Linked DNA regions of Cricetulus griseus: region 1 is linked to region 2. The links are chromatin contacts, called in public Hi-C maps. All regions are on one chromosome and are shown on one strand. Each heading gives the region's core, a stretch centred on a gene start, on an enhancer-like site or on the middle of the called end of the contact. The rest is flanking DNA. Distances are from core to core; before and after follow the strand shown.

Region 1 (3,329 bases), core at 681-3,180, 110 kb after region 2:
AGGAGAGAATTTGCACCTGGCACATCCTTGTCTTGTCCCTTCTGTCTTCCTGTTTAAGGCATAGCTCAGGGTGGGGGTCTGAAGGAAACCCTTTGGCCTCTGGCTCCCCAGACCGTTTCTTCTTTCCTCCCTACGCTTTGTCCTCCTTGTGTTTCTAGCCCTTTCCTTTCCTCTGCCACACACCTTTATTCTCCACCCTGTTTCTGATGTGCAGTCCTCCCTTCCAGCATTATGCCTCTTCCTGTTTGTAGGCACAGGCAGAAGCCAAGAGGGAACATGAAGGAGCGGTGCAGTTGCTGGAGGTAGGGCCCTTGGAGCGTGTAGGAGTGGGAGAGAGTGGAAGGAGGGACCTTAAATGTGGCCAGACTGTATCCCCCTTTATCGGCCTATTTCTTTAGGCCGGGCTACACAGGGGCAGGACTCCTGAGTCTTTGTGGCAATAGTCCCCCCTTGGCACCCATCGCAGAGGCTGCTTTTACCTTGAAATGTCCTTTATATTCCTTTATCTGCTCAGAGCACTGACGGGTGGTGTCCATCTTCATGCCCCTCCCCCTGGGCTATTGACCAACAGAGCTGAATGTTCTAACCCCTGTGCTTTCCTTCCCTACCAGTCTACATTGGATTCCATGCAGGTACAGTCTATTTATGCCTTCTACCTACTGGGTGTCCACTCCCCAACCCGCTCACATCTCTTCTCTCAGGGACCAACTCTGATATCCCACAGAGGGGCCATCACTGATGGCAGACCCGGGACTCCACAGATATCTGGAGAACTTAGAGGGCACATGGGCTGTCCCCTCCTCCTGAACCTGCATCTGAACTTAGTGGACCCAGGGCCTTCCCCGCTGTTGTCTTAGACCATGAGGAAGTTTGTCACCCATTGACTCATGTTCCTTATGACATTGTCAGTGGGAGAGCCCTTAGGCTAGAAACTTGCCTGGTAATTGAGAAAAGGTCACTCTATCCAAAGGCATCCTAGCTTGCCATGGAACCGCTCACCCATGTCTCTGAGTGTGAGACAGGGCCACTGCCTATGGGAGAATAACTAGTGGCCAGAGCTAAGAAGATTCTGAGTTGTTGTTGTTGGTGGGATGAGGAAAACCCTTTGACCTATAAAGTATTCTGAGGCAAGAGTGGCACTGGCCTGAGTCTGAGAGTTGGTGCCATAGGTTGGTGCTCAGGCTGGTGTGTGTGGGCACATGTGTGTGAACTAAAGTCTGTTGTGGGGCTATGTGGAACTGGATAGTGCTGCACAGCTCTGCTTGGCCTGGTAAACCACAATGGGTCTTCTTGTAGGCCCGGGTTCGAGAGCTTGAGGGCCAGTGTCGCAGCCAAACCGAGCGCTTCAGCCTTCTGGCACAGGAGCTCCAGGCCTTTCGACTGCACCCAGGTCCCCTGGATCTGCTTACTTCTGCCCTGGGCTGTAGTGTCCTTGGGGACCATCCGCCCCCCCACTGCTGCTGCTCTACCCCTCAGCCCTGCCACGGGTCTGGCCCCAAAGGTAAGGTGTCCCCTAATGACATTGGTCTGGACTCCTCAGATCCCGGGGCTTTTGTATAGTGCAAGGAGTTCAAGGTTAGAGGCAGCCAGTCATCCAAAGTCATAGAGCAAGTTAAAGACATAGCTCATTTAAGTCAAGATCTCAGGCCGCTGTTCTGCCTCTAACTGGGAGTCAGGCCCTAGCAGTCAGAATCAGGGTCTTAGGAAGAGTCGAGAATTAAAGGTCAGTCACATCTGGTGGTCCTAGCTCCATTCTCTTACCAGCCATTTGGAGTTAGCATGCTGTTTAACCTCTCCAAGTGTCAGTTTCCTAAGCCACGAGGCAGGAAAACTCAATGCATTTCATCAAACGCTCGGAGGATTCTTATAGATATGAATCACAGTGAGTTTCTTCCCAAATATTTCCCTTATTGTTAGGATATCTGGGTAGAAAGGCCAGATGCCTATATCCAAGAAGCTCCATCTATCTCCCCAGTCCTCTCAGGCCACAGATCCCAAGCCCACTTGTCATCTTCTCTTTAGACCTTGACCTCCCGCCGGGCTCCCCAGGACGCTGTACCCCCAAATCTTCAGAGCCTGCTCTTGCTACCCTTGCTGGGGTCCCTCGAAGGACGGCTAAGAAAGTGGAATCTCTTTCCAACTCTTCTCGCTCGGAGTCGGTCCATAACAGCCCCAAGTCATGTCCCACACCAGAGGTGAGTTCTGGGCTGGGGACTTTGGGCTTGGGTATTGGCTTGGGGGGGGGCGGGGGCAGAGGCGGAAGGAGTTGGGTGGCTACTGATCCCAAGCTTGGGCATTGAAGGCCGTGGCTTCCTCTTGTGGGCAGGAACTGAAGTGGAGCCTGCTCTCCAGGGCCTGCCTACCAGCTGCACCTCTCTGGGGTCCAGGGAGGCCCCAGAGTCTTGAGCAGGATGGAGGAGACTGTTTGGCGCCTGATCGGCATAATGAGTCTGTTCATAGGAGCAACTGCAGTGGAAGCAGTTGCTTGCGTGAGAAGGAACACAGGTTCCTGGATTCTGATCCCAGCCTTGTCACTCACGATGTCTCTAGGCTTTGGCTTCCTTGTCTGTATGCCTGGGGCGGCTGGGGGTGGGGTTACAAACATGCCTTATAAAATTGTTGTGAGGGTTACGTCTCAGCGAGGAGCACGCAGGAGATGCCCAACCTGTGGCAGCTGTAGTCACTACTGACTTTACTCACAGCTCCTCCGATCACCTTGTCCCTCTTTCTACCTATGAACCCTGCAAAGTGGAGGTGGCAGGCCAGGAGCAAGCCAATCGCCATCACAAAGGGGTACAACCCGGCCCTGGGCCTCTGCTGCCCCCTGGTGGGATAGATTGATGGTCCTAGCTTTGGGCTGGCCTTAGTGGATCTGAAGCGCTGAGTTCCAGGGGGGTTGAAGCCGGAGGTACAGGCACAGTGCTAAAACAGGGGGTGCCTCCAGGCCCTCCTCCTTCTTGCATCCAGCTCTTTATGACTAAGATGCTTCGCTGAGTTTCTACCTTAGGGAGCCAAACTGTCACTGATGCCTGCTCCCCTCTGACATGGCTGTCAGTCAGGTTGGGGAATATTGTTTTATTTCTTGGGTTGGAGCCAGGACTTAGGGAAGGGTCCAAGTTGTCCTCACACCCCAAAACTAGGACAGCTGTGTGCATCACAGACCTTCTGTCTCAAGTGTGGTTTATCAAATGCCAGGCCTTGTTGCCACTGGCCTGGCAGGGTGTGTTTCCAGCTCCCTTCTCAAAAACCCCCCAGCTATTCCTGCCTACAGTGTCTTTGGCTTGGGACCTTGGACCCTGAGAGGAGCCTACTTTCTTCCTGCCCTAGGT
Region 2 (3,673 bases), core at 168-2,667:
TTTCAATAGTTAATTTGTTCACATTGTTGGTTGTGAGTAGAGTTTTGAAACATTTGGCAGCTCAAGAATGAAATGTCTAACCATGGGGCGGGAGAGATGGCTCAGAAGTTAAGGGAACCAATTGCTCTTCCAGAGGCCCTGAGTTCAAATCCAAGCACTCACCTGGTGCCTCACAAACATCTGTAACTCGAGTTCTTCAGGATCTTATACCCTTTTCTGGCCTCTCACACACATGGTTTACAAACATACATGCAGATAAAACCTCCATACATCTACAATAAAATTTTAAAAAAAAATGTCTGATCACAGTCAAATATAATTTTGTAAATTGGGTATTGTAATAGTCAAACATTCAAGCCGGACGTTGGTGGCACACGCCTTTTATCCCAGCACTCGGAAGGCAGAGGCAGGCGGATCTCTGAGAGTTCGAGGCCAGCCTGGTCTCCAGAGCGAGTTCCAGGATAGGCTCCAAAGCTACACAGGGAAACCCTGTCTCGAAACTCCCCCCCCCCCGCAAAAAAAAATAGTCAAACATCCCATGCCAAGATTACTGTAAAGAACTATATTGTATGAATGTGGCAATTAACTGAAATTAGTTTTCTTTTCTTGTATTGTTTTCATTAAGCACATTTAACTTTTTTAAAAAGATAACGTGTATAGGTGTTTGCCTGCAGTGCCTGTGGAGGCCAGAAGAGAGCATCAGATCCTCTGGAACTGGAGTTGTAGATGGTTGTGAGCCACCACGTGAGTGCTAGGAACTGAGCCTCAGTCCTAGAAAATACTCTTAACCACTGAGCCGCTGTTCGAGCTCCAAGCATAAGTTGAACTCTTGGCCTGTATTCTGACAGACTCACTTACAGTCTTACATTGGAAGAATAGCTCTGACCCAATGAGTGAGAAGGAAATACAGATTCCAGACTTCTGACATCAGCCCGATTTGAAAGATCCATACAGATAGTTTAGACAGTACTACTGAATTTACACTAGAATTTACACCAGTAAGAACAGAAAAGCTATGCAGAAAATGAACAGACGGTTTCCACGGTGGCAGACAGAAGCAACGTGTGCTGCCGGGTACTGCGGTATAAGATCTCTCAACCTGGTCTTTGTGCCATTTATGGACATGGAAAAATAGAAACCTGTTTGAACTTGTATTTGCAAGACTTCGCGCCATTCTTTTGTTTGTTTGGTTTTTTTTTTTTTTTGATTCTTGTATGTTTTCTGTTTATTTCCTCATTCCACCATCTGTGCCCAATTGCTTACAGAATCCGCTTAGGTATCTTTGAATGGCCCTGATTTATATGCTGCAGGGAAAGCTAAGGACTGATTGATTGAGTTGCATGCAGTTAGGCGGTGGCTCGCTAGAGGGAGTAAAGGAGCGAGACACAGGAAGAGAGCGGGAGAAGACTTGGTTAAGTTTGCGAGTGCGTGCACCAAGAGGAGGAGGGGCGGGCTTGCGTGCAGCTGCTCCACCCTCACTTTGTCAGCAGGTAGAGAGCGTGATTGCACTCCCAGGGGAGGGAGTCAGAGCTAGAACACCAATTACCAACCGCAGGCTTCCTGGTGTAGGGAGCTGATCCAGAATTGTCGTTCTGGAAAGGAAGCACTGAATCCTTCCTTCTTCTCAACTTCCCAAGCCCATCCATGATTCAGAGATACCGCCTTCTCCCTCTGGGATTTTTTTTTTTGTGTGTGTGTGTGTTTCTGGTAGTAAATTGTTGTATTTACTACTTTGTTGTCTTTCAAGAGCTGATCATTTAATATTCTGTACAGAGGCGGCGGGGGGAAAAGGACTTTTGCTAGATTCCAGAGATGATTTTGGATCTTCTTTAAGCATTTCCAGAGTTCTTGAGGACAGTAGCTCTCTTCCTGGAATTAGTTTCTGCCTTTGACCTGCGTGGATTGCTTTTTCGGGCTTCGGAATTTCTCCGCACGCACCTACCTGTAGTGCGGACACTTGGTCTGACGGCAGAGTGAAGGTGGAAGAGTGAGCCGCACTGGGTTAAGCAGCTCAGATCTTTTAAAAGCAGGATTTATAAAAGCATAATTGAATTTGTTTCACCCCCCCGTGGATTCCAGTGGGCCCGACAGCGCAACAGGTTTGCAGATTTCTTTTGAAATTCTTTTTTGTTTCCTCCTTACCTCTGTCTCAGCAAAAGTAAGGAATCTATAGCAGGTTCATGTTCAGTTGCTTGGTTTTTCAGCACTTCTGAAGACTTTGTAGGATTTTTAAACGTGGCCTCAGAAGGCAGCAGGCTTTGTGGGTGAAGTGCATTTATAGTTACTTAAACGTGCACATTTTAAAATCTGATGTTTATACAAGAATCTGAAGTTTCATAGGAGCCTAGAAATACCCGGATCTCCTCTACTCTGTTGATTCCCCCCTTCAAACATAAAGCCTGTGACTGGCCACCCCCCCAACTCCCCTTGTCTTTTATTCCCCACCCCCTTAAGGAATTTGAAAACGTGTTAGGAATAGTCCTTTGTTTTTCTTCTGAATCTCAAAGATTACAGATTCTAAGGTCTGGATATTAGTCTCCTCAGCATGTTGAGGAAAGCCAAAGCACTTGATAGACTCAGGCTGGAGAATAAAATCTCGAATCTGTAAGCAAGAAAGGAAAGTGGAAAAAGAAATATGAATTTTACCTGGGAAAATACCTGGGAAGCTAAACTCATCAAGTATCTCAATATGGAAGCTGGGAGAGATTTTGGTATTGATGTTTATTCTGTTGTATGTCAAAGATATATGGATCTGTGCCTAATTTTACAGGCACTTTTGGTGGAACACAAAAAAATATAATATATTGAAGTTCTTAAAAAGTATATAAATTTAGTAGGCCTAGCACTCTGGGCTAGGCTGAAACACAATCTAGCATGGACGTTTTAATGAATTCCTGCTGTAGCAGCCTTAGACATCCCTCCAGGTGTGGCCTGATTAATTTCCACTCTATTTAAAAAGAAAAGCCTCTCATGGCCTTTAGTCCTTTAAAATTGACAATTTCTAGCTTAAAGGGGGCCATCTCTCATCTTCTGAGCTGGAGTTCTTCAGTGTTACTTGCGATGGGCTGCCCTAGCTGTCGCCCTTGTTTTTTGCTCATCAACATTGGGTTTAGTGCCTCAGAAATCTGATACATATGGAAGACCAACAGCAAGTGATCGGACACAAAACCAATTCATGTTGGATCTAAAGCACATTTGGAAATCTCAACAGGCAGTGGTGGTGTTTCTGTGTTCACAGTGAGGATGGGAGAGAATGACATACCTGCCCCAGAAGTGGGCTGAAAAAGTCCCTCTCCTCCTCCCAATCTGGAGTGCCACCTGTGCTTGGGAATACACCGTCGAGAATTCTGACCTGGCTTTCTGAAACTGAAGCCCAGCAGCATCTTTGCCCCTCCATTCTCTAGATCTGAGAACCTGCCTTTGGGATTAGCCAGCGGAAGCAGTATGCATGGCCGAAGAGCATTGATGCCGCTGGTAGCATGAGTGGTGGCCAGCAGCTGCAGCTGGCTGCCCTCTGGCCCTGGCTGCTGATGGCTACGCTGCACGCAGGCTTTGGACGCACAGGCCTGGTGCTGGCCGCAGCGGTGGAGTCTGAAAGATCAGCAGAGCAGAAAGCTATTATCAGAGTGATCCCCTTGAAAGTGGACCCCACGGGAAAACTGAATCTCACTCT

Evidence for each region. Hi-C and Micro-C count contacts between places; a contact is called where the count stands out from the background.
Region 1: a contact with region 2 is called in a Hi-C map of fibroblasts, with 3 times the contacts expected there. The contact joins two enhancer-like sites. A contact is called at or near these places in 3 of 8 Hi-C or Micro-C datasets (the CHL-YN cell line, fibroblasts and liver).

What each region holds. Positions count from the first base shown.
Region 1 is chr7:100,940,306-100,943,634 of CriGri-PICRH-1.0, forward strand. Tspoap1 (peripheral-type benzodiazepine receptor-associated protein 1) reads left to right here. Exons shown (of 32, transcript XM_027426311.2): 11 at 252-302; 12 at 612-632; 13 at 1,297-1,501; 14 at 2,023-2,195; 15 at 3,328-3,329. Among named protein-coding and RNA genes, the nearest start is that of Tspoap1, 8.5 kb to the left of the region's middle. Within about 2 kb of position 1,931, at least 1 of the 6 cell types and tissues checked has open chromatin away from gene starts, as enhancers often do.
Region 2 is chr7:100,835,509-100,839,181 of CriGri-PICRH-1.0, forward strand. No RefSeq gene overlaps it. Among named protein-coding and RNA genes, the nearest start is that of Hsf5, 52 kb to the left of the region's middle. Within about 2 kb of position 1,418, at least 3 of the 6 cell types and tissues checked have open chromatin away from gene starts, as enhancers often do.